Regions from separate parts of the Pan troglodytes genome. Here region 1 is linked to region 2. The links are chromatin contacts, called in public HiChIP or PLAC-seq maps. All regions are on one chromosome and are shown on one strand. The core of a region is the stretch at or near the end of the contact, and the rest is flanking DNA. Distances in the headings are between cores, read along the strand shown. Region 1 holds the start of AAAS (aladin WD repeat nucleoporin). Region 2 holds the start of MAP3K12 (mitogen-activated protein kinase kinase kinase 12).

Evidence for each region. HiChIP or PLAC-seq counts read pairs in DNA pulled down with a chosen protein or histone mark.
Region 1: a contact with region 2 is called in an H3K4me3 HiChIP or PLAC-seq map of stem cell-derived excitatory neurons, with 8 times the contacts expected there. The contact joins the promoter of AAAS here to the promoter of MAP3K12 in region 2. A contact is called at or near these places in 2 of 7 Hi-C or Micro-C datasets (induced pluripotent stem cells and stem cell-derived neural progenitor cells) and 1 of 1 datasets of contacts at active chromatin or transcription factors (stem cell-derived excitatory neurons).

What each region holds. Positions count from the first base shown.
Region 1 is chr10:42,542,248-42,546,473 of NHGRI_mPanTro3-v2.0_pri, forward strand. It overlaps AAAS (aladin WD repeat nucleoporin), which reads left to right and starts at 2,868. Exons shown (of 16, transcript NM_001246431.2): 1 at 2,868-3,079; 2 at 3,721-3,848. The coding sequence starts at 2,957.
Region 2 is chr10:42,360,763-42,364,914 of NHGRI_mPanTro3-v2.0_pri, forward strand. MAP3K12 (mitogen-activated protein kinase kinase kinase 12) reads left to right here and starts at 1,728. Exons shown (of 15, transcript XM_509099.9): 1 at 1,728-1,811. It overlaps TARBP2 (TARBP2 subunit of RISC loading complex), which reads right to left and starts at 1,042. Exons shown (of 9, transcript XM_003313655.5): 1 at 1-1,042.

The DNA.
Region 1 (4,226 bases), core at 1,618-4,117, 180 kb after region 2:
GTGTATACCTTATGTTCTTCAAGCTTTCTGTGACTTCCCAGGTGACGGTGAACTCACATAGGAAATTAAATGGGGCTATGGGAAAAGGTTAGAGCAGGGGTCGCGCCACGGCCCGTCGTGTCGGTGGCCTGTAAAGGAACCGCACAGCCGGAGACGAGCTGAGCAAGCTGAGCTCCGCCTCCTGTCAGATCAGCGGCATTAGATTCTCATAGTAGCGCGAACTCTGTTGTGAACTGCGCACGTGAAGGACCTAGGTTGCCCGCTTTTTATGAGAATCCAACTAATGCCTGATGATCTCAGGTGTAACAGTTTCATCCCAAAACCATTCCCTCCCCCGCTCCCCCTGGAAAAACTGTCTTCCACTAAACCTGGTGCCAAAAAGTTGGGGACCGCTAGGTTAGAGCCTTGCTACTTAAAATGTGGTCTGTGCAGTATCAGCTGGGGATTCTTTGGAACTATAGCCTCTGAGCGCCACCTTAGGAGATGCTCAGGTGATTCCTATGTCCCTTAACAGTTGAGAAGTACTAGATTAGAGGAGAGCCACTTGCCTTCTCAGGTGAAGTGCATTTTCAGGAGACTCTGGAGCCCTTTGTTTTCTGACCTGGTAGTAACTCTCTTGGGGGGAATTTTTCAGGTGAAAAAGAAGGGCAGACACGGAATCCAGAATACTAGAACTAAATGCCCCCTAGATTATTCAATGAGACTGGTAGCTCTTGGGAGTGGGGACAGCCTTCTACATCTTCAAATCACTTAACATTTGTTAATGAACTCTGACCAAGGTCACCTAGTTGATGGCACAGTTATAGCTATTAACCTCTGACATTTGTTTAGCACTTTAAAATTTATTAAATAGCTTCATTTTATTATTTTGTATGGAAAACAACCATATGAAATAATTAGGACACTGCAAATGAGAAAAGTGAGACTCAAAGAATTCAATGTTTTTTCCAAAGTCTGTAAGAGGGGCCCCCATTCTCTTTCTTTCTTTCCTTTCTCCCTCTCCCTTCCCTCCCGTTTTTTTTTGTTTTGTTTTGTTTTTTGTTTTTTTTTTTGAGACGGAGTTTCGCTCTTGTTGCCCAGGTTGGATGGAGTGCAGTGGCGCGATCTCTGCTCACTGCAACCTCCGCCTTCCAGGTTCAAGGGATTCTCCTGCCTCAGCCTCCCGAGTAGCTGGGATTACAGGCATGCACCACAATGCCTGGCTAGTTTTGTATTTTTTAGTAGAGATGGGGTTTCTCCATGTTGGTCAGGCTGGTCTCGAAATCCCGACCTCAGGGGATCAGCCCACCTCAGCTTCCCAAAGTGCTGGGATTACAGGCGTGAGCCACTGCGCCCGGCTCTTTCTCTCTGGCTTGCTTGACAGGGTCTCGCTCTTTGACCCAGGCTGGAGTGCAGTGGTGCTATCTTGGATCATTGCAGTCTGGATTCTCCTATCTCAGCCTTCTGAGTAGCTGGACTAAAGACGCTTGCCACCACCACGCTGGCTAACTTTTGAATTTTTTGTAGATACAGGGTCTTGCTATTTTGCCCAAGCTGGTCTTGAACTCCTGGGCTCAAGAGATCAGCCTCGGCCTCCCAAAGTGCTGGGATTACAGGTGTGAGCTACCACACCCAGCCTCACTTTTATTCTTAAGTGAGAATAACTGGTTTGGGTGTATCTAGGTCCAATCTCTCTGTGACTCACTTTCCTCATGGTGACAGAACAGCACCCACCTTATGGGGTTGTAAAGATTATAAAAGCACTTATCGTAACAAGTGCTCAGGAAATAGTTTTGCAGCCCGGCAAGGTGGCTCAGGCCTGTAATCCCAGCACTTTGGGAGGCCAAAGCAGGCAGATCACTTGAGGTCAGGAGTTTGAGACCAGCCTGGCCAACATGGTAAAACCTCGTCTCTACTAAAAATACAAACTTAGCTGGGCGTGGTGAAGCATGCCTGTAATCCCAGCTACTCCAGAGGTTGAGGCAGGATAATCGCTTGAACCGGGGAGGCAGAGGTTGCAGTGAGCTGAGATAACACCACTGCCTTCATCCTGGGCAATAGAGCGAGACCCTGTCTCTCAAAAAAATAAAATAAAATAAAGTTTTCCTTTTTGAGACGAAGTTTCCCTCTTGTTACCCAGGCTGGAGTGCAATGGTGCGATCTTGGCTCACTGCAACCTCCCCCTCCGGAGTTCAAGAGATTCTCCTGCCTCAGCCTCCCGATTAGCTGGGATTACAGGTGCCCGCCACCACGCCCGACTAATTTTTGTATTTTTAGTATAGATGGGGTTTTCAGCATGTTGGCCAGGCTAGTCTGCGAACTCCTTTCAGATGATCCACCCACCTCGGCCTCCCAAAGTGCTGGGATTACAGGCGTGAGCCACCGCGCCTGGCAGGAAATGTTAGTTTTCCAACCGTCCCCACCTCCCTTTCCAGGACGCCTAACCGTGTGGGTGCAGCACTGTTCCTCCTCTCTGAGGCTTTTCCCTCAGCTTTCCAGCCAGCTGCCTGTGACATAGCCTGTATTTTCCTCTGGGTGATCCACAGGCCTGGGAGGGTTAATTTGGTACTTCCCTGAATGTGGCTTATTTCGGGCTTTCTAAGCGCTAAGATAGTGAGTGGGAGAAGGTGTTCGGGAATTCGGAGCTGGGAAAAACGGTAGTCTCATGGAAAACAACAGAAAAAAACCCCACTCCAGTCTGGTAACCAACGGTTGGCCGGGGGACGTGTCCGCGCTGCTCCCCCTCCGGCCGCCAGGGGGCGCAGGAAGAAGCTTTGGCGGTCTGTCCCGGGACCGCGTACTCGTCCTTCTTTCCCGTTCGTCTTTTCTTCACTTCCGTTGAGTTCCGCCTCGCCGTTTGTCCCTTGCGGCTACCCGTCCGCATACGAATCTAGCCCGGGAACCGAGTTGCGGGAGTGCGGTCTGTGCCGTTCCGGCCAGGAGTTTGCCGACTGCAGACGTCCTGCGAACCGGCAAGATGTGCTCTATGGGGTTGTTCCCTCCTCCACCGCCTCGGGGTCAAGTCACCCTATATGAGCACAATAACGAGCTGGTGACGGGCAGTAGCTATGAGAGCCCGCCCCCCGACTTCCGGGGCCAGGTGGCCAGGGCGAGGAGGGAGGAGACCTACAGGCATGGGGGCGGAGTCGGGGACTACTGGGGAAAGGAGGCAGTGTGACAGGGGCAGGGTCACAGAGTCTGGCGGAGTGGAAACAGCTTGGTCCCGGCAGGAGACTAGAAGGGCTGGAATCTGTTTTAGGACTGGGATTGGAGTATAACGGGGGAACGGTTAAGGAGCTGTGGGGGAGGCCTGGAGAGAATGAGGGAGAATCTAGGGAGTGTGAGGATGCGGGAGAACTATCTAAAAGTTGGGGACAGTATCTGGGGAGGATCAGAAGGATACAACATGGAACTTTTTTCCATGGTGTTCCTGGGAAGGACAAGGAAGGGAAACTGACATTTATTGAGCGTTTGCTATGTAAGAAAGAGGCTGATTCAGGTGTTTTCTAAAAATGTTATATGGTTTCATAATCACAGCAACCCTATGAAATATTATTCTAGTTGCACAGATACGGGAGCTAAGACTTGTTTCCCATTCTCACAAGTGTTAGCTTTGTGGAAATGGGAAACAGACCTCTGGAATCTCTTATACTTAGCCCAGCGGTGGGTTGGAGATGGCACGGAATTAAAGATTTGGGAAGAGACTGACTCACCGTCACACCCCTCACTTTTGTGCTATAGTGGATCAATCTTCCTGTCCTACAACTGACCAAGGATCCCCTAAAGACCCCTGGAAGGCTGGACCATGGCACAAGAACTGCCTTCATCCATCACCGGGAGCAAGTGTGGAAGAGATGCATCAACATTTGGTGAGGCATGGCAAAGGGTTTCCTGGGTCACAGTCTGCAGATCCTGGAAAATGAGTCACCACCCCTTTACCTTGGGGTGTTCTTCAAAAGACTTTTATTCAGGCTGTCTCCATGAGAGCTGTATATCCTAAATCATATGAAATTTTTAGTCCTTATTATAGAACTTAAATGCTCAATAAATGTCAGGTTCCCTTCCTTGCCCTTCCCAGGAACACTATGGAAAAAGTACTTCCATTTCATCTCTAGTAACTTGCCTTGCTTTCTGGCTTGATTAGGTGAACCTGCTCCCTGCCCCCACCTCATGTCATTACCACTTCTGAGCTTTTAACTAAAGCTCAGCAAGATCAGATATAAGGTTGCACTGAATAATCTCCTACA
Region 2 (4,152 bases), core at 478-2,977:
GAGGAGCTATCCGCCCCACAACCCTCTGCGTGCGTGGCTCGCCCGGGCAGGCTGCACCGCCTTCTGGGAGGAGCGGGCCCTCCGCCGTCGCTTCTCGAGAAGGCCGTATTTTTTTGTTTGTAATACCGTCCCGCCTCCTTCCTTCTGCGCCCCCTCTCTCCCGGTCCGTGAGGCTGTGGACATGCGTACTAGCGGAGGGGAAGCCGCTGGGTAGGGAGGCGGTAAGGACTCACTTGGGCACGGAGCCTTTTGGATCGCGAGAAAACTACAGAACCCAAGAGCCCGCGCGCCATCTTTGTCGCAGCTGGAGAGGCAGGGTCAAGCACGCACGAGAAGCTTCATGGCGTCATTGGTTACTCCCATTGCGATTACTTCCCCTAGGTGCACTGAGATTGGTTACTTCGACTAAAGGGGCGGAGACAAGGAAAAGTCAGCCCCCCCCGACCCCGCCTCCTTGATGAAGGAAGGTTGTGATTGGTCCGGAGAGGCTGCCGTCGGATCCTGGCTCTTTGCGGTCTGGGAGGGTGGGCCTTACCTAGACGCCGGAGGGGACCGATCTCTGTTTCCGCAGGGCTCTGGAGCTGGTGCAGGTTTAAGTCCGTCTCAGACAGTCCCCTCAACCCACAGCCTAAGCCCCTTGCCCTTGGGCCTCCGTGACACAGAACTTGCTTCCTTTTCCTAGGTCGTCCTTCACCTCCCTTCAGGTGTTGCTTCTTTTGTGAAACCTTTTTAGAACCGCTCTAGTGAACCTCTCTTTAACTGGCGAGGAAACCTCTGGGGCCTGATAATCAGGCTGTAATGTGGGACGACAGGATTAGAAGGACTAGGCACCTGGTGGTCTTGTTCCCTCTTCCATGAGTCTTGGGTCTCTCAGCTGAAGAGAGCAAAAGTGAATTTTGGCCGCCTAAGATTAATCAACTGATCTGGGTGTTGAGCAGACGCGCATTGTTTAGTCCTAGAGCCCCATTGCCTCCTCCCCCAAAGTTGCACAACCACTGGGCTGAGGGAAATCTTGTGACCTTGGAGAGAGAAAGGGAGAGACCACATTAAAAAAAAAAAAAAAAGGTTCTAATGAGTGTTCTGAGAAGGGGTCAAGAAAGATGTCTTACTCTGAGCCGGGGTTGGAGGTCCAGAGGAATCTTGAAATGATAATGAGGGGTCATCCAGGAACACTGGAGGAGGATGGGGCCTAGAGCCGAGTGAATTCCAAGTGGGTGAAATTGGAGTGAGTGGTGACAATCAAGGGAAGGAGAGCTGGCAAGATCGGTATGATAGGGGGAGCAATGCCAGAGCGCTAGGGATCCCAACTGAGGGGCTGCTCTCTCCGATGTAGAAAGGAGTCTATAAGACGGGTCATAGGGGGTTCCTGTGGAATCAGCCTGAGGCCTGAGGTGGGACCTCCATAGGACACCGCCAGCAGGGAGGCGCGGGGCCCAGGCGGGCCAGGTACGAGCCTGGAGCGCGCCGGATGGCAGCAGCGGGCTCCTTTAAGAGGCCGGCGGCTCCATCGCAGCATCCCCCGCTCAGGGCGTGTCCGTCCCGGGGGGCCAGGGGCGGGGGCCCTGGAAGGAGCGGGAGTTCAAGCCGAGCAGGGACGGGGCTAGGGGTCGGGGGGTGGGGGCAGAAAGCTGAAGCTGACACCCGTGCATCCGGACACCGCACGAGCATCGCCTGTGACAGCGCCCCGGGTCCGGTGGAGGGCAGCGGGGGGAGGAGGGAAGGAGGAGGAGAAGGAGGAGGAGGCGGGAGCAGCATCCGGAGCGGAGCTGCAGCAGCGCCGCCTTTTGTGCTGCGGCCGCGGAGCCCCCGAGGTGAGAGCCTGGCCGAGTTGTGGGGGGGTGGGGGGCAGGGATGGGTCTGGGTCCTGGGATCCGGGCGTGGAGGGAGGGTCGGGATGCAGATGTGGCCTGGTGCGGGGTGATGGCGTGGGGATGCTGAGGCTGTGGGGATGGAGGAACTGGGGACCTGGACCCGACGCCTGTGGGGCTGGGAAGGAAGGGAATGGAGCGGAGGGATGCCGCGGCCCAGCTTGGAGACGAAGGGCCTCCAGAGCTGGAAAGGACCGTATTGGGGTGGGGTGGAGGATGATTGGGGGACAGACTTAAAGGACAGAGGGCAAGAGAACATCTCCTCCCACTCATCCTCAGGAAGAGAGAGAGGGAAGGAGGAGGGAGAGTTTTGGCCCCCTCTAGGGAAGGAAAGGAAGGGCAAGGACTGATATACCCACCATCTACACACACACACACACACACACACACACACACACACACACACACACACTTAGCAGGCTGGACCTGAAGATTAGTCAGAGAGCACCTGTTCCTGCATGCCCAGGCGTTGGTCCCCCTCCCCTTCAAGCTGTGATCCTCCTAATCCCCTCCAGCTGTGGCATTCACCTCCAGCTGTGGCATTCACCTCCATCCAGCTGTTGCATCCTCCCCTCCCCCATTCACTTGTGGGTTTCTCCCTCCTCTTTCTCTCCATCTCCTCTGGCTCCCCTAACCCATCTCCCCCAGTCAGGCCCTCCAAAAACCTCCTCCCTTTCCCACAAACACTCCTCAAACTCATTGGCTTAAAAATAAACAAGAGTTGAGACTTGCTGGTAACCAAGGCCTTGACTGAGAGGAGGGAAGAGTCAAGGCTCTGTAGACAGTGGGAGGAAACAGTGAGGTGTCCCTTAGAATTAAGAGAGGAGTCCTACCTTGTAGATGCTCATCTGCTGCCTTTTTCAGAGGAGCGTAGGTGAGTGGCCTCCAATCAGAAGGGAGTGCACATGAGGTCTCCTCACCCCACCCAGAGTCGTCTCAAGCCACAGTCAGTGCATCCCTCTAAACACATTTCCCTTGCAGTTCTCAAGGTGGACTCCATTGCTCTAGGAGCTTTGAGTTTCAGCCAGAGGGTCCTACCAAGCTAAGGCTAACAGAAAGGATTTAGGAAGGATAGGACTCAAGTGCCCCCTGAGCCTTCCTGTCCAGACACTGAAGTTTCTCTGAGCTTTAGGGCCCCACTCCCTCCTATCTCACACTTACAGGTGAAAAAAAGTGTGTCCCCTCAAGCGTATCATTCATCCATTCACTCCCATTGTCAACTGGGGTAATGTTAGGAAAACCCCAGCTCAACATGGAGACACCAGCTAAATATCCATCCCAGTTATGGACAGAGGAGGCAAGAAGTTAGACATGGCTCAGGATTTCCTAGGCTTCCTTATAGCTGAAGAGGGCAGAACCCTTCTAAAAACCAATTGCTTTTCCCCTCGTGGTGACACTGTGGTAGGATCGGGCTTTTCTAGGAAGAGGACTCTTGGTTCTACCACTCACAGCCCGGACTCTCGTAATGCACAGTCCTCCCTCTCCCCTGCCTGGATCTGGAGAGAAAGAAGGAATCAACCCTGTAAGAAGTCCTTGCTAGGGTGGACTGGAGATCACCCCTACATTCAGGTCCTCAGCCCTACACCAGTCAAGCCCTGGGACCCCCAGCTGCCATGCTTCTTCCAGTGAGGTGGAAATGTCTGCCCCTCACGCCAGCCACTCATGCATTCACTCACACTGTTGACTGAGGTGATGCTGGGAAGAAGGATGCTGTTGAGATGATGCCAGCAGGGGACATAGGGGCTTCATGAGGGCCTGGCCACAGAGACTGGTCTGTCTGGTTCATTGGCTCCCAGAAGGACTGGGGTCATATGTGTGCGTGGAGAAGGTGAGGAGACTGTGACAGTGACCAGATTCCAGAGGAGGCTAAAGATCATTCAGGATAGAGCCCTTGCCCTTTGGTTTCTTCATTCTTTGGTCTTTTTTTCCCTCTTGTTTCTCCACCTCCCTTTCCACCCGTACCCTCCCTACTGGCACTTGCTTTGAGAAAGAGAACAAGGGAAAGAAGGGAAGGGAATCACATTCATAAAAAACTTACAAGTGTGTGTTAGGCACTTTCCATATGGCTAATGCTTATAGAGAGCTTCCTGTGTGCCAGGTCCTGGGCCAAGAACTTTATTTTGATTGTCTTAATCATGCCCGTAACAAGACCAAGTGAGATAGTGTTATCATCATCTCTGATGGAGGAGAAAACTGAAACTTAAGTAATTTGTTTAAAGTAAAAAAGTTAGTATGTGGCAAGAGGTAGGATTTGAATCCAGGTCTGTGTAACCCAGAACCTGTG